Linked DNA regions of Anas platyrhynchos: region 2 is linked to region 1. Evidence: chromatin contacts called from public Hi-C data. All regions are on one chromosome and are shown on one strand. The core of a region is the stretch at or near the end of the contact, and the rest is flanking DNA. Distances in the headings are between cores, read along the strand shown.

What was found. A called contact is a pair of places that touch in the nucleus more often than the background predicts.
Region 2: a contact with region 1 is called in a Hi-C map of liver, with 2.5 times the contacts expected there. The contact joins the promoter of SPTLC3 here to the enhancer-like site in region 1. A contact is called at or near these places in 3 of 8 Hi-C or Micro-C datasets (F1 follicle, liver and subcutaneous adipose tissue).

The regions. Positions count from the first base shown.
Region 1 is chr3:10,294,507-10,301,122 of IASCAAS_PekinDuck_T2T, reverse strand. It overlaps SPTLC3 (serine palmitoyltransferase long chain base subunit 3), which reads left to right. Exons shown (of 15, transcript XM_072035283.1): 10 at 6,286-6,391. Among named protein-coding and RNA genes, the nearest start is that of ISM1, 60 kb to the right of the region's middle. Within about 2 kb of position 1,617, at least 1 of the 8 cell types and tissues checked has an H3K27ac peak or open chromatin away from gene starts, as enhancers often do.
Region 2 is chr3:10,358,886-10,365,794 of IASCAAS_PekinDuck_T2T, reverse strand. SPTLC3 (serine palmitoyltransferase long chain base subunit 3) reads left to right here and starts at 3,610. Exons shown (of 15, transcript XM_072035283.1): 1 at 3,610-3,627; 2 at 4,666-4,786; 3 at 6,695-6,756.

The DNA.
Region 1 (6,616 bases), core at 368-2,867:
CTCACTAGCAGTATTTCTAGTCTTCACCCTGCTGGGGTCACAGCAGTGTGCCACAAGGTATTTGGCCTTTAAGGTATTTCTGCTCCAGGGATCTGAGAGGTTTTGTGGATGTTAGCAGCAAAGCTCTGCCTCCTGGAACCCCTGCTCTGAGGAGTGGGAATAGCAGTTCTCTTTTAATTACTATTATTTATTAAATTGGATCCCAACTGAGATCCTGGGGTTACATGTCCATGCAGTTGGGCCTGATTTGCACCAGGATCTGTCCCTGTAGGTGGGGACAGCACGGTAGCACAATGCTTGGGAAGAGTCCCGCAGCCATGTGAGGCCATTTGGTGACTCCCAGCTTTCCTGTTTCCTGAAGGCAGTCGTAGCAAAGACTGAAACCTCCCCTCCACCGTCTCCATGGCATTTGGGCAGTAAGAAGGCCCTTCTAAAATTTCTGCTCTACATCAGCCAGCCTTTTGCCAGTCTCATTGAATATCACAGGTTGTGCTGCCAGTGGAATGAGTTGAGGTAGAGAGGCAATCTTGGGGTCACCTGCCACATCACTAGGATGTTTGTTGCTTAAAAATAAACACTTTTCTATCCATTTTCTTTTCCTTTCTATTAATTCCCAACATTCTTCTGTAGAAATAATACTTTTAGAACATTTTTTTAACCCAGTAGCTGGAGCTTTAAATCTGACTAGGTTTAAGATGGAATTGATTGGGTTAATTGATAGGAGTTATAGGTGCATTTCCAGACAGCTAGACTAAGAAGGTTTGTATCAGGCCTCGTTTCCTGGGCAGTGATTTGTTTAGGAAGCTGGAAAAGAGCTGCATTTCTATCCTTGAAGTGAAACTGTGCCAGTAGCATAGCCCAATGGCCAGTGTGCAGTGTGAGGAGGACAGGAGGCGAAGACATCTCCCCACCTCTGTGGCAGTAGTGGCCTGGCCTTGGTTAGGTGTGTGCCAGAAGGATGTTATCCCTACCAGACTTGTGCTCTGGAGAGCCTCTCCCATCCTTCCCAAGTGACCCACGTGGATGTCCCTTCAGTTATGTGGGGGCTATGCTCATGGGTGCTTTTGTTTTCTGGCCCTGGGAAAGATTGACATACTGCCTGTTCTTTTTGTATTTCAAAGACAGTCTTTTATTTTACGTCACATATTTTAAAGCACTTTTTCAGAACCCCTGACCTTTTTCTTGGATAAATATTTGCCAAAATCTCTTAACCTTTCCAATAAAACTTGAAAAGCAAAACCAAGCAGCTAACCATTAATCAGCTCGTGATTTTTATCAAGGGTTTTCAGTTGCAGCAATTCTGTGCCTTGTACTAGCATCAGGTGAGAGCATATCTTTGCTCATTCAGTGGACAAATGAGGGTGTTCCTGACTAACTACATCCAGGTGAATTCTGTTCGTATGAGCTTGTATGAGGACATGCTGTACGAGACTTAGGATTTGTTTGTTCTTTCTAGTTCAACTGCATTTTTGCCTTATAGCATCAAGCAGCTAAATTGCAGTCACATTTTCAGGGTTAGATTTGCAATTGCTTGAGCAACCTGTGAGAATGTCGTGACTACTCACAGAAATCAGGCCACGGGGGAAAAGAAAATTCCAGTTCTCTTCATTGCAAAGGCACTTCAACATGCAATCAGAGTAAGTGATACTGTGAGGAATGCAGGCAATTGCAAGGCACAACCGAGCACCCTGGGTAGATGAAAATCTGACCTCAAATCTGGCGCTTGAATCCACATCTGAAAAGTGAGGATTGCGGTGGTACATTCCTACCTCCTCCTCATGGACCTTGCAGGAGTGTTGTGAAAATAGTGAGGGTTTTTGGGGGTTCTCACAGCTCAGGTGTTTGAGGACAGCTGTGTGTCATGCAGGCATGAGCTGTTCAGGTTTCCATACAAAATGGTTCCTGCTTGGACAACAGGTGAATTTGTTATTCCATATCTGGCATTTCTTGGTCCACTCAGTCAAACTAAACTTTGTGTGTGCCACAAGGATGCCTTAGAGAAAGCACAGCTGTCTGGAGTTGTAATTAACACTGAAAGGATAGCAGAAGGCCCTCATGTTCCAGTGCAAATATATTCTCTAGCTAAAAAATAAAAAAGGGAGCGGGGGGATACAGTTACATGCCTTTAAGCAAGTAAACAAATAAAGTGGAGAGAAAACAACAGGGATAAATTAATAAGTAAAAATTAGTCAAAAATCTGTATTAGTAAAATAAATAAATAAGCTTACAGTGGCTTCATATGAGACAGGTCCTTTTGTGTGTGTGTGTTTTTTTGTTGTTTTTTTTTTTTTTTTCCTTTGGAGGTGTAATTGGTCCTTGAATTTCAGAAGGGAGGGCTCTGTTCCTGCTATTACAGAGCAGGATGAAAGGCACATTACCCACTAAGGTTTTGTCCTGTTTGAAGCCTCTGGCCACTATCAGAGACAAGATTATTGCGCTAGATAGATCGACCACAGTCTAATCCAGTTTGACATGTATTTCCCTGTGACACATACAGACGCTGCCACAGAGAGAAGACTGGTATATCCTGCTCCTAGTGTGCTGTGTCTGCATTTGCCCTCTCTGACTTGAGAAAGCCATCTCTGACCTGCCACATGTGAGCACGAATTTTTCCTGAGCGAGTGCTCTTTGCTTACACCCAGCTGTGTATTTCTTGGAGTTAAGAAGGGGGATCTAAGACTATTGCTGTGGCTGCAGTAACTACCACTTCCCTATACCACCCCCAACCATTCCAAACAAAAATAATCCCAGCTGTGATTTCAGGCAAATGACTCCAAGGGCACTCTTTCTGTTCAGAGCTGTGCCAGCAGTCAGAGACTTTTCAAAGTCTAGTTTTCACTAGAATGAAAATTGAAAATTTCACTTTTACAGTCCCAGAGGTAGGTGATGTTTAGCTCAGTGAAAGCCTTGCAGTGGTTTCCCTTTGCTCTAGGGATTTGGAAGGAGGGACAGCATCAGAGCTAGGCAGTCGGGTCACCGATGAGAGGACAGTGACCAGGAAAGGTATCAGTGGGGAGAGAGCAAGAGAGGAGAGGCAGGAGCTGCAGCAGGGGGGAGCTGGTTGTGTGGGAGACTGGGAAGGGGCAGGTAGCCACAGTGTCTGCCTAAAGAACTTGCACAAGAGTTCAAAATGTGAGAAACTGACAACGAGAGTGGCAAGTGCAATAGGAAGGAAAGGAGAATGCGATAAGGGTAGTGGGAGCCTTTTTATCCTAATTAAAAAGGATTCGGCTGACATCACACAGGAGGTGTTCAGCCCACGCAGAGGAATGGTGATGATGTCCCCAGCATTGTAATGTGGAGCTGAGGGGTGGAGACGCCGTGTCTACCTGTGAGGAGGAGGCACATCGTGCCTGGGAGAAGGCAGGGGCCCGTGCAGGAGCCTGGAGTCCCACCTGCACTGGAGGCAGCATGACACACAGCCCGCCCAGGTCCAGGCTCGCCTTGACCCACTGGCAGTTTGTGGTGTTATTTCTGCTGAAGTAACTCTGAAAGATCCCAAACAAGGGTTGTGCAAGTCTCTATTAAATTCTAAAAACCGCAGTGATCCACAGCCCCTGCTTAGGAAACCTTATCCTCTAAATCCAAACACTATTTCAAAGGGATAAGGTGGAAACTGAGGCAAAGGATAAGTTTGGTTGTGCTTTGAGTAATTAACTAAGTGAAATTCCTACCACCACCTCCTAGGCCTGGTGAACGGTCATTAGCCTCTACCACTGAAAAGCCTGGGCTAGTGATGGTCAAATGAGGAAGGACAGTTATTTTTCCCATAACTGGTTATTCGAGATGGACTCGTGCAACATCTCCCTCCCCCAGTTGAACCATATTTAATGGCCAAATAATTTGGTAGTGCAACCCCAGATGACTTTCTTCTATTTCCTGAAACTGAGTATACCCCACAGTATACCCCACTGTCTGGAAAGTCCAAGTGCACAGAAAACAACTTTACTTTGTCTGAATAACAGAAGCTGCCTTCTGGAGGGCAGATTCAAGGCAATAGATATTTTTTCTCCTTTCAATTTCCCTTTTCCAAATGAAATGCTGCAAGCACAGAGTATAAGGTTCAGTAAAATTCATTTGCACCTAAGAAAATTAATGTGTTGGCTGTTAAAGGCTTAAGAAAGGCCCCCCTACATGTTTTTCAGAATGAGACATCAAAAGCAGAGTGAGATAGCCCTGATCCTGAAAGCAGACATGTCCTTAACTTCAGCAGGACTGTCATGGGTAAAGTCAGGCAAGCTCCTGCCTTGGAGAGGTTCTTTTATATCTGCAGTCCTGCGTTGTACACTCATTGGGACAGAGGAGCGATTTACATCCATGGACTTTTTCAAATAGCTCTTAAAAAAAAAAAAAAAATGATATGCGTTTCATAAGCCTCTCCTCTTTCTTTCTGTGGGCTCATGTGAAAACTGAATTTCCAAGCTGTGATTTCAGCTTAGAGGTTGGGTAAGCTGACTTTCCCCAAATCTGGACTGACAAGTAGACAGAATACAGAATTGAAGCACCCTGCATGATTCAGAGGGGAGTTTCAAAAGTCTCAAAGGAATTTAGATGACAAAGACAATTACATTCAGGAGAGAAATTTGATGCTAAAATTTGTGCCTAAATTTGAGTTCAAGACTGAATATCTTATTTCATTTTTGTAACCCATGAACTTTCTGTCATTCTGTGGAGTCCTTTAATTCTCAGAACCGAAAAGGATTTCTGAATATTATCTACCCAGAAGAGAAGGTGAGCAGCTCTCTTTCACAAAACGTGCTCAGTGTGGTTATAAATTCCCTTTTTAAAGCACCAAAGAATTTTTATTTCCTTTATTGCCATCTAGTGGAAACTGTGCTGTCTGCATTGCATTATTCATAAAAGCGTTTCCATCTGGGAACCCATCCAGTTGTACAGGTGATTGCACAGTGGAAATAAGGGCTTATCATGTATGTATTGTGCTTTGCAAGTTAAAGCAAGGGCTTGCTAGGTCAAGAGATCACACTGTAAAGTGCAGAGTGGCACGGATGTTTCTGAGAAATGCACCTTTCACTGAGACCAGGACCTCAGCAAACATCAAGGTACCAAAGCTTAAGGGTTCAGGACATATCTAGCCATCTCTCAGCTCTCAGGTTATTCGTGGTGATGGACAGGTACTGTGCAAACTGCCTGGTTCCAGTCAGGTGGAAACCAAGCTCTAGGTTAACACTAATATAACTAAAGCGTCTTTGCTTCAGCTGGGAGAACTCTATTTTAAAGATTAGCTTTGTATAATTTTAGGTAACAGTAACTATGTTAAGATGTGTTGCTGAAAAACTGGGTTCATATCAGGACAAAATGCCATTCATTTTCCCAACCAAAACTTTGAGCTGATCTCCAGCATTCCTTGGTGTAGTGTGAGTCTCTGTAAGGTGTTCTTTGAAAATGTTTTGAAATGTCAGTTCAGATTCCTGAAAAGTAGCATTGTAATTCATTCTGGAGAGAGTTCGTCCATGTGCAGACACCAGAACACTGATTTCACCTCTGCACTGAGAGTCACATTTTGATCTGACTCTTGTGCCTGTGGTTGTTTTTTTTCTGTGTTTTTGAAAACTTCAGTGGCTTTCCTGTTAGCATTTTATTAGCTTATCTGCAATCAGACCTTGAGAAAGCAGCTAAATTTCTAACATTGCTCCAGGCCTCCTTATATCAAGGTCTTGCCAGTTCCAAGCATTCTGGCACCTAATTAGCGTATCCATGTTGTGTACTTGTACCCACTTTTCTCTCCCTTTCTCATCAACGTTTTTTTCATTGGCTTTTCTTCCTGAGAAGGACAGGATTTTTCTTGCTGCTATGCTGATGTACTGCATGCATCCTGATTCAAGCTTTTGCTGAAGCAGTGCATGTGATTCACGAGCCCTTGGTGATGCGGGAAAGCAACCGAATACTCCCTATTCAAAAGCTTTGTGATATGATGAGTATCAGCAACCTGTACAGAGAATTGCTGCAATTAGTCTCAGTACTTAAGCAAAGTGGTTAAATTTTGTCTTTAAATAAAAATGCGTGCCAAGAATTTTCAGAAATTTCCCAGAAGGGGTGCATAACTGAAAGCGTTTTGTAACTCTACTTATCACAAGATTGCATTCAGGCAAATAAAATCAATTATTGGTCTTGCCTGCCAGCAAAGGAATTTTATCTTCAGAATAACTTTTTTTTTTATGTGATTTTGTTTTTTCTGTAGGAAAAAGTAGTAACTGGTAGAAAAAACAAAAATTTAATTTGAAAAATCTTTGTTAATGTTCTCCTTTTACTTATTTTTAAATAAAGATATGCAAAGTCTCGAGAAGTTACTGAGAGATGCAATAATATATGGCCAGCCTCGAAGCCGCAGAGCATGGAGAAAAATTATCATCCTCGTGGAGGGCATTTACAGGTATGTGTGTTTTAGAAACATCAGTACTCTTTATCATTTCTGAGGACAGAATGATGTATTGATCATTGACTTAGGTATCTGAAAGAAAACTGAAATGAATGGAGTTTACAATAACATCCTCAGTGATCTTATAAAGCTGTTAATTTTCATTCAGTTAGTACCCTGTGGCATTACTCACTTCAGTTAGGTCCTCTGTGGTGTTCTGAATGTTGATTTAGTAAAATC
Region 2 (6,909 bases), core at 2,361-4,860, 63 kb before region 1:
AGACTAATTTTATTAATGATTTGCTTGCTGTTCTATGCTACATGAAATCCTGTATTTCTCTTTATTTATACTACTTCCTAAAGTTCTTTAAAGCATTGCCCTAACAACCATGTGGAAGGTTAGTCTGAAATATTCTGTTTTTGACATCTGGATGGCTGTGTCATTTTCTTGTCTAGTTTCAGAAAGACACGGTGAATTCAGCTAGAGAGAATACAAACAATCTCTAACTAGGCCTAAATAGATTCTGGTCTGAGTCTTTAAAAGTGTAAGTCTGAGTCTGGACAGAGTGCCAAAAGCCAACAGAGCTCTGTATATGTCATCGCAGGGCAAGGGTTATGCCTTCCTGCAGAGTTATCACAGATTTTTTTTCATTTTTTTCCCTCGAGTTTGTTTTTACATGGTAAAACCTAGCTTTATGTGTTTGTGGCTTTGTCTTAAACATCAAACTCTGGACATGGGCAATGCTGAATGTACTGCTACAGCAAGCATTATGTTTTCCGCTCTTGAGGAATTGTGGTTAAGTCAGGGAACTTTTCAGAGAGGTCCTTTAGTCAAACCCAACTCCATAAGAGAGTGCATGCTAGAAGAACCCCGATCTCTCTGAATAAAACTGTACTTATCTAAGATCTGATGATTTAAGATTAGTGGTGTCTCCAGGCCTCAGAAATCTAGTAATGAGGATGTCATTTTTACACTGTTTTAAAAAGGGGTAAAAACAGTATCAGAACTTGGTAATTCTTATGCAACAGGGAGTAGCACATACTCTACTACTGATTTGTTGAAGAACTGCCTTAAATTCTATGATTCTATAAATAACATGTAGCAGAGGCAGTAAGCTAGGGCAGGTGGCACCTGGGACAGTAAAATGGCAATGGCTTGGCTTGGCTTGGCTTGGCTGTCTGCCTTACCAGAGCAAGACATTTGGGGAGCTAAACGGGCTGCTAGAAGCTAAGAGGGCCTGGAGCACCACAGTTGCTCCTATTTATTTCACAGAAGTAGAATAGTGCAACCCATTCTTCAGAATGCCAGTTCTTTATCCCTGCTCCACCCCTTTCTACACACCTTTTTTTCAGTAAAAACGGATTCTAGCACCCTTCCCTGCTGAGTATTCAGTTTTGTCTGTCCTAATGAGAAATATTGAGTCATCTCTGTTCTATTTCTAGCATGTTTTCATCCACTGAAGAGATGGAAATGATATGCAAAAAAAAATGCATTAATGCTGCGCTAAATCCATGATGTCAGCTGCTGTTTGCCAGCTTAGTGAACAGCAGGTGAGGAAAGAAACTTTTAAAATAAAACACTGTTTTAGATGTCTGTTAGCTGTAAAGAAAACTCTGGAACTGAGGGACATGTACCAGTGTCAGAGCAAGCTATAGCTGATAATTTACTAGCTTGAAATTTTAAGCAACATTTACAAAAAAAAAAAAAAAAAAAAAAAAAAAAAAAAAAAAAAAAAAGTGTCACATACTGAAAAGGTTGCTTGGAGATCCAAGCTGCTAAAGATAGCTGAAGTCATTTCCCAAGCTAAGGGATGAATGCACATAGCTGATGAGTGGAATGAGGCCTGGTTAAAAGTGCTCTAAGTGCTCTTGTTTAGCCTTCTCCAGTGATATTATAATACGTGCTTCTTTGTTTGCCACGGGGACTTGTTTCAACAGAACCATAGTGACTAGAAAATGCAACACTTGATTCCAGTTCTTTCTTGAGGTCTGTCAAACTTACCTTGCATAATGCAACAATTAAAGGTCACATGGAATATAGGAATGAATGAATGAATGCCATAGGACAGAAGCTTTGTTTTTTCAGTGTCCTTGTGCAACATGCAAAAAGCTCCAATCATAAATTTGCTTCCTGTAAAAATGTGAACATATTTAATGAAAAGGCCATGACTGAAGTTAATATATTGAAAGAGAACTTGCTGTTTTGGAATTCCTTCAGATGATTTTATTCTCTGGTTTATGTACTGGCTTTGAGCTGAATCTTGGACTCCTAGCTCCTGAAAAATGGCATTATTTTTGGAACACCAGGGTTTGTTCAGCTTCCTAAAGCTTCTGTAACAAATTCAGGGTGTTTCAGACTTATGCAGTAAATCTGAAAAACGAATATCCCCAAGTCAAGAACTGAAACATATTTTTGTTGTTTTTGTTTAAATAAAGTTACAGTGCAATTAAATGCAAGGCTTAAACGAATCTCTAAAACCATCTTTTGCAGAACTTTGTGGATTTAAAAGATTTTGGGATCATTTTGCAATATTGCCCCATCTACAAATTGAGACCAGTTTCTAGGATGAATTTGTAAATTCTCATTCGACTCTTATCCTCCCATCTATCCCATGATACCTCTGCAGAGCTTCATTGACTTGAGAGAAGCACAAAATTGGGAAAGGACTACAGTTAAAACAAAATAGCAACTAGATCACAAAGCCATGGATGGAGCAAAACTCTCAAAGTTCAAAAGAATTTCTGCCAAAGTGAAAATATACCAAATTTTATTTAGAAAACCTTTTGAAATTTTATAGTAGGTAAGTAAGATGAACAGTAACTTGATTTCTTCTGTCTGTTTGAAATAACTGTCAACAGTAGTAAACTATCATCAGACTGCTGAAGGACAAAATCTTAGTTTTCATAAGGCAACCTACCTACTGGCTCTTTACCATTATGATTGATAAGCAACACAGACATTTTTTCTCTCTTAACATGTATTTCCCTAAGAGAGAATGGACAGAACTGAAATAATGAATAGCAAAAATACAGGCAATAACAACAGGAAATGAGACTAAAGTTAATCCGTGTATGGAGTCACGTTTAGCACAGTTTAATTCTATGCTACGTCTTGAAATGATTTGTTCAATGGCAATGGGGAAGGCAAATAATTTATCATGTCACTAAGTTTAGTAATGCTAATAAAGAGGTGTTGGAGCATAACAACTATTTGGGTAAGTAGTTCTATTGACTTCACTAGGTCTAATCACATGAAGAGCTTCATTGAATGAGTAAGAATTGCAAAACGTAGCTATTTGTTGTTAGATCAAAAAATATATTTTGGATATTTCACAATGCTACTTTCTTTTAAACTGGGTAGCATTACTAGTCCTCATCTGAGCCTGTATAAATCTCACACTTCTGGAAGCACTGAACAATTACATTATGAGAACAATGAACAATAACCTCTAGGCTTTGTGTGAAATCCCTTTGTAATTTCCTGCTCAGAAACTAGGCTTTGTGTGAAATCCCTTTGTAATTTCCTGCTCAGAAACTGAAATTTCATCATTAAATATATGTTAATGCTACGTTTTTTGGATGAGTTTTGTTACTAATACTGAGGAGATTTGTGTTCCTGGTCCAGTATCAGTTATCTTAATGTTTCAGATGTTTGTAGCTAAGAATAACTTACCTAGATTGATTCGGTGATGACCCAGAGAAGAACAGATGGCATAGAGCAGTCCCTGCTCCTTTCATTACATCAGCAACTGGAAATGATGACGATACCACACTGGCTTATTCCAAATTACGGAGACCAGTGAACAGACTAGCCTGACTGGCAGGAGATCTCGGAAAAAGAGACTCAAGTCTGCCTTGGACAGCTACAGAGGTTAAATGCCTCTGGATCACGTTGCTGATGAAAGAGGTCAGTAGAGAAATGGCCCAAGAAAGAAGTTTTGCAATCACCTTGGTGTTTATAAAGTTCTTTCACCCTTTGGCTTGGGTGAGTTACTCTATTGACTTCACTGTGTCTAATCACGTGAAGTGCTTCATTTAAGGAGTAAGAATTGCAGATTTGACTTTATGATCATTATGATCAAGTACTAGGTAAGAATGTAGTAGTGGCATGATACTTGTATGTGGAAGAAGCTAGAGCAGAAGGATATACTAGATTTCCTGGTGCTTACTGCTGTATTTTTGCAGTAGAATTCTGGTTACTGCGATATTCTTTTTGTCTTGGTCAGGTTTTCTGTATTACTGTTGATTTTGTCTGACTATGACATTCCAGTAAGTTTGTTTTTTTCTTTTTGTACAGTGGGATAGAGACAGAACTGTATCCACTGTGCAATTTATGAAGTCTTAATCCTTACAAAGATATTAAATTGTCAGGTGCCACAACATTTCTTTGGTTTGTGTACAGATTCCTAAGCAGATATGTGTGCCATATAAAAAAGAAATTCCAGCAATTGCCTAATGTTATGAGAACTCACAGCTGATTGACATCTCAATACATACAGAGAACAAAATCTGGTAATGTTGCTTAAGGAACCAGGGAGACAGTATTTTCATGTGCATATGGCTTGCAACCATTTTTATTTTGTCTTATTGTACGTAATGAGAGAATAAAGAAGGGCATAATTTGTAACTAAGGAAAAACAAATTTTGTTCCAAAAGAAAGGAAACTTGTTGGGATTTTTTTTATTTGGGCCTGTGGTACAGATTGTTATAGACCACCAAATACAAATTTTTGTTATGAGTTATTTATTGGTCTGAGTCTTTATGAAGTTTCTTCTGTGGCTTGGTGAACATGTTTTTAACAAGGGCATACTTACGGTTTAGAAGGAATGAAAGTATTTACAATGCTGAGATTTCAAAAAGCAAAATGAAAAGAACCTTTAAAATGTGTAAAATTGTTTGTTTGTTAAATAAAAAGTGAATAATATTACCTATTTATTTTTTTCAGACTGGAAAGTGAGATTTGGATAAACTTCAGATCACCCGCTTTCCAAGTGTTTTACTCTTGACTGCTCTATCAGTGTTGAGGTAATTTGCCAGAAGACCACTTGCCCAATGAGTGGAAGAAGGTAAGCTCATAATTCTTGTACTTCTAGAGGACTCTACTTCATCATTGTATTTAGCCTAGATTGCTAATGTGAGCACTATTTAATATGCTTGCTACTAAGTGTATGAACATTTCCCCAAATATTAGAGTTTAACCCTTTACCCAACATAGTAATTTCCAATACTCTTTCCCCACAAGTACAGCAGCTTACATGTATATTGTATTTCTTCTTATTACTTGAGGAAAGTTCCATCAGCCCATCTGAAAGGATCTTAGTTTATATGAGCCACTCCCTGATCTCAATAGTTAGCAGAATTATTTGAAAACAAATTCAGAAAAAATATCACTCCTGAAAATTCTAAAGTAGTGCTTGAAAAATATTGCAACAAGATCTGTGCTGCTAAGTATGATTTTGGGGGTGATGGAACTTAAATTTTGGTCAGGAGGTTCCAAGCTTTCAGTAACAAGAGAATATTAAGCTCTAATGGGTTTTGCATTAGTGCTTGAAAATGCAACCCAGTTGCATCTGAAATTTTTGGACTAAAAATCATTATTATTTTAAACATACTTTATGATACTTCCATCATTAATGTTGGCTGTATCCAGTAATTCAATACAACCAATGGTAAAATAATTTTTAAATCAACATAACTACTGAAAATGGTAAAGCTAAGTAGGTGTTTTCAGAGGAAAGTACAAATGCACTGGATTTCCATTGATCAGGCTATGATAATGGCAGGCTTTTAATACAGAGAACAGGTGGTCTGAGATTTCAGTTTTCTGTTAAAAATAATAAAAAGGGAAATAAAAGAATTTAGAAGCTTCATTTCTCAAAGGAAATATTCAAAATCTGTGGGTACGTATGAACTTTTAGAGCATATTAAAGATATTATATACTATTCAGCTTATGAACACTGGAAAAAAAAAAGATTATGGAAATAATGGTAATAACAGCAAAAAAGCAGAGGTCTTTATCATCAATTTTGATATATCAAAACAGTTCAGGCAGATGTATCACCCCAAGATTAATTGACCTCCAAAATTATCCATAAGCTTCACTTGGCTGCCTGGATGCCTGATGTTTTTTCTACGCAAAACTTAGTCTTCGGTATTTAAATGACCAAGTTAGTGCAGACATAGGCTATTTAAGGTGTGCACTGCTGATTATAAACTGAAAAACTGGGTGTACTTTATAAATTTTATCTAAACCCTGTCTTGAGTGGTAGGTTTAATCATTGATGGTGCTGGAATAGAAATCGAACATTTTAAATGTATGATTTCTTTATCAATTCAAGAATAACATCCAAAATGACGTGCACGTGCTAATACATGAAATTTAGGTCTGGTTATAGTGTGCCTGTTTGTCATCTTTTACTGATATACAATAAATCATCTATGGATTTATTAATCTCTTTTTTCACAAGTCCACTACATTAGTAGTTAGAAATTGAATATGTTGGCCATGACTGGCAATTTATTTACTGCTGTAACTGCTGTAACTCCACTGACATGTAGCAACTTAAGCAAATAATGTATTACTACAGTGAAAGAGAAGAATGAGATTTTTAACCCTAACTGAAGAAGGAATCACATCTGAGAGTAACAAGAAGTATGCTGAATTTATCTAACAGTTATGCATTAAGTGGTAAAAGAAAAAAAAAAAAAAAAGAGAGACAGTACACCTAAGCAAAGATCTAGCCATCCACCAATAAGGTGATCTGACATCTGGACATATAATAGTGTTCTTCATAACTCATGTGCATAAAACAGCTGGAATTAGTTCATGTATCACCATTTTACCCTACTGTATACTAAGGTTTCAGCACATCTCCCTGTAGCAACTGGAACATTCAATCAAGCGTGGGTTTTACAGAATGCAATATTAAAATGAGAAATAGTATTTATAACATGTTTACTTTGGGATTTTTAGGTATGTCCATTGCAACTTGGGAGTACTTGGGTCATCAGAGTGACGGTCTGGCAATCCATGAGGTAATGTTTGCTTTAAATTAACTTAATTAGTACATACAGCTAGCATAATTCTGGTTGCACTGATATCAACAGCAAAAATCCCTGCTGCAGTCTATTCTGTTTTTCAATTAAAGGTAATTTTTAGTGTTACATAAGCACCTGGAGGTGTGATTG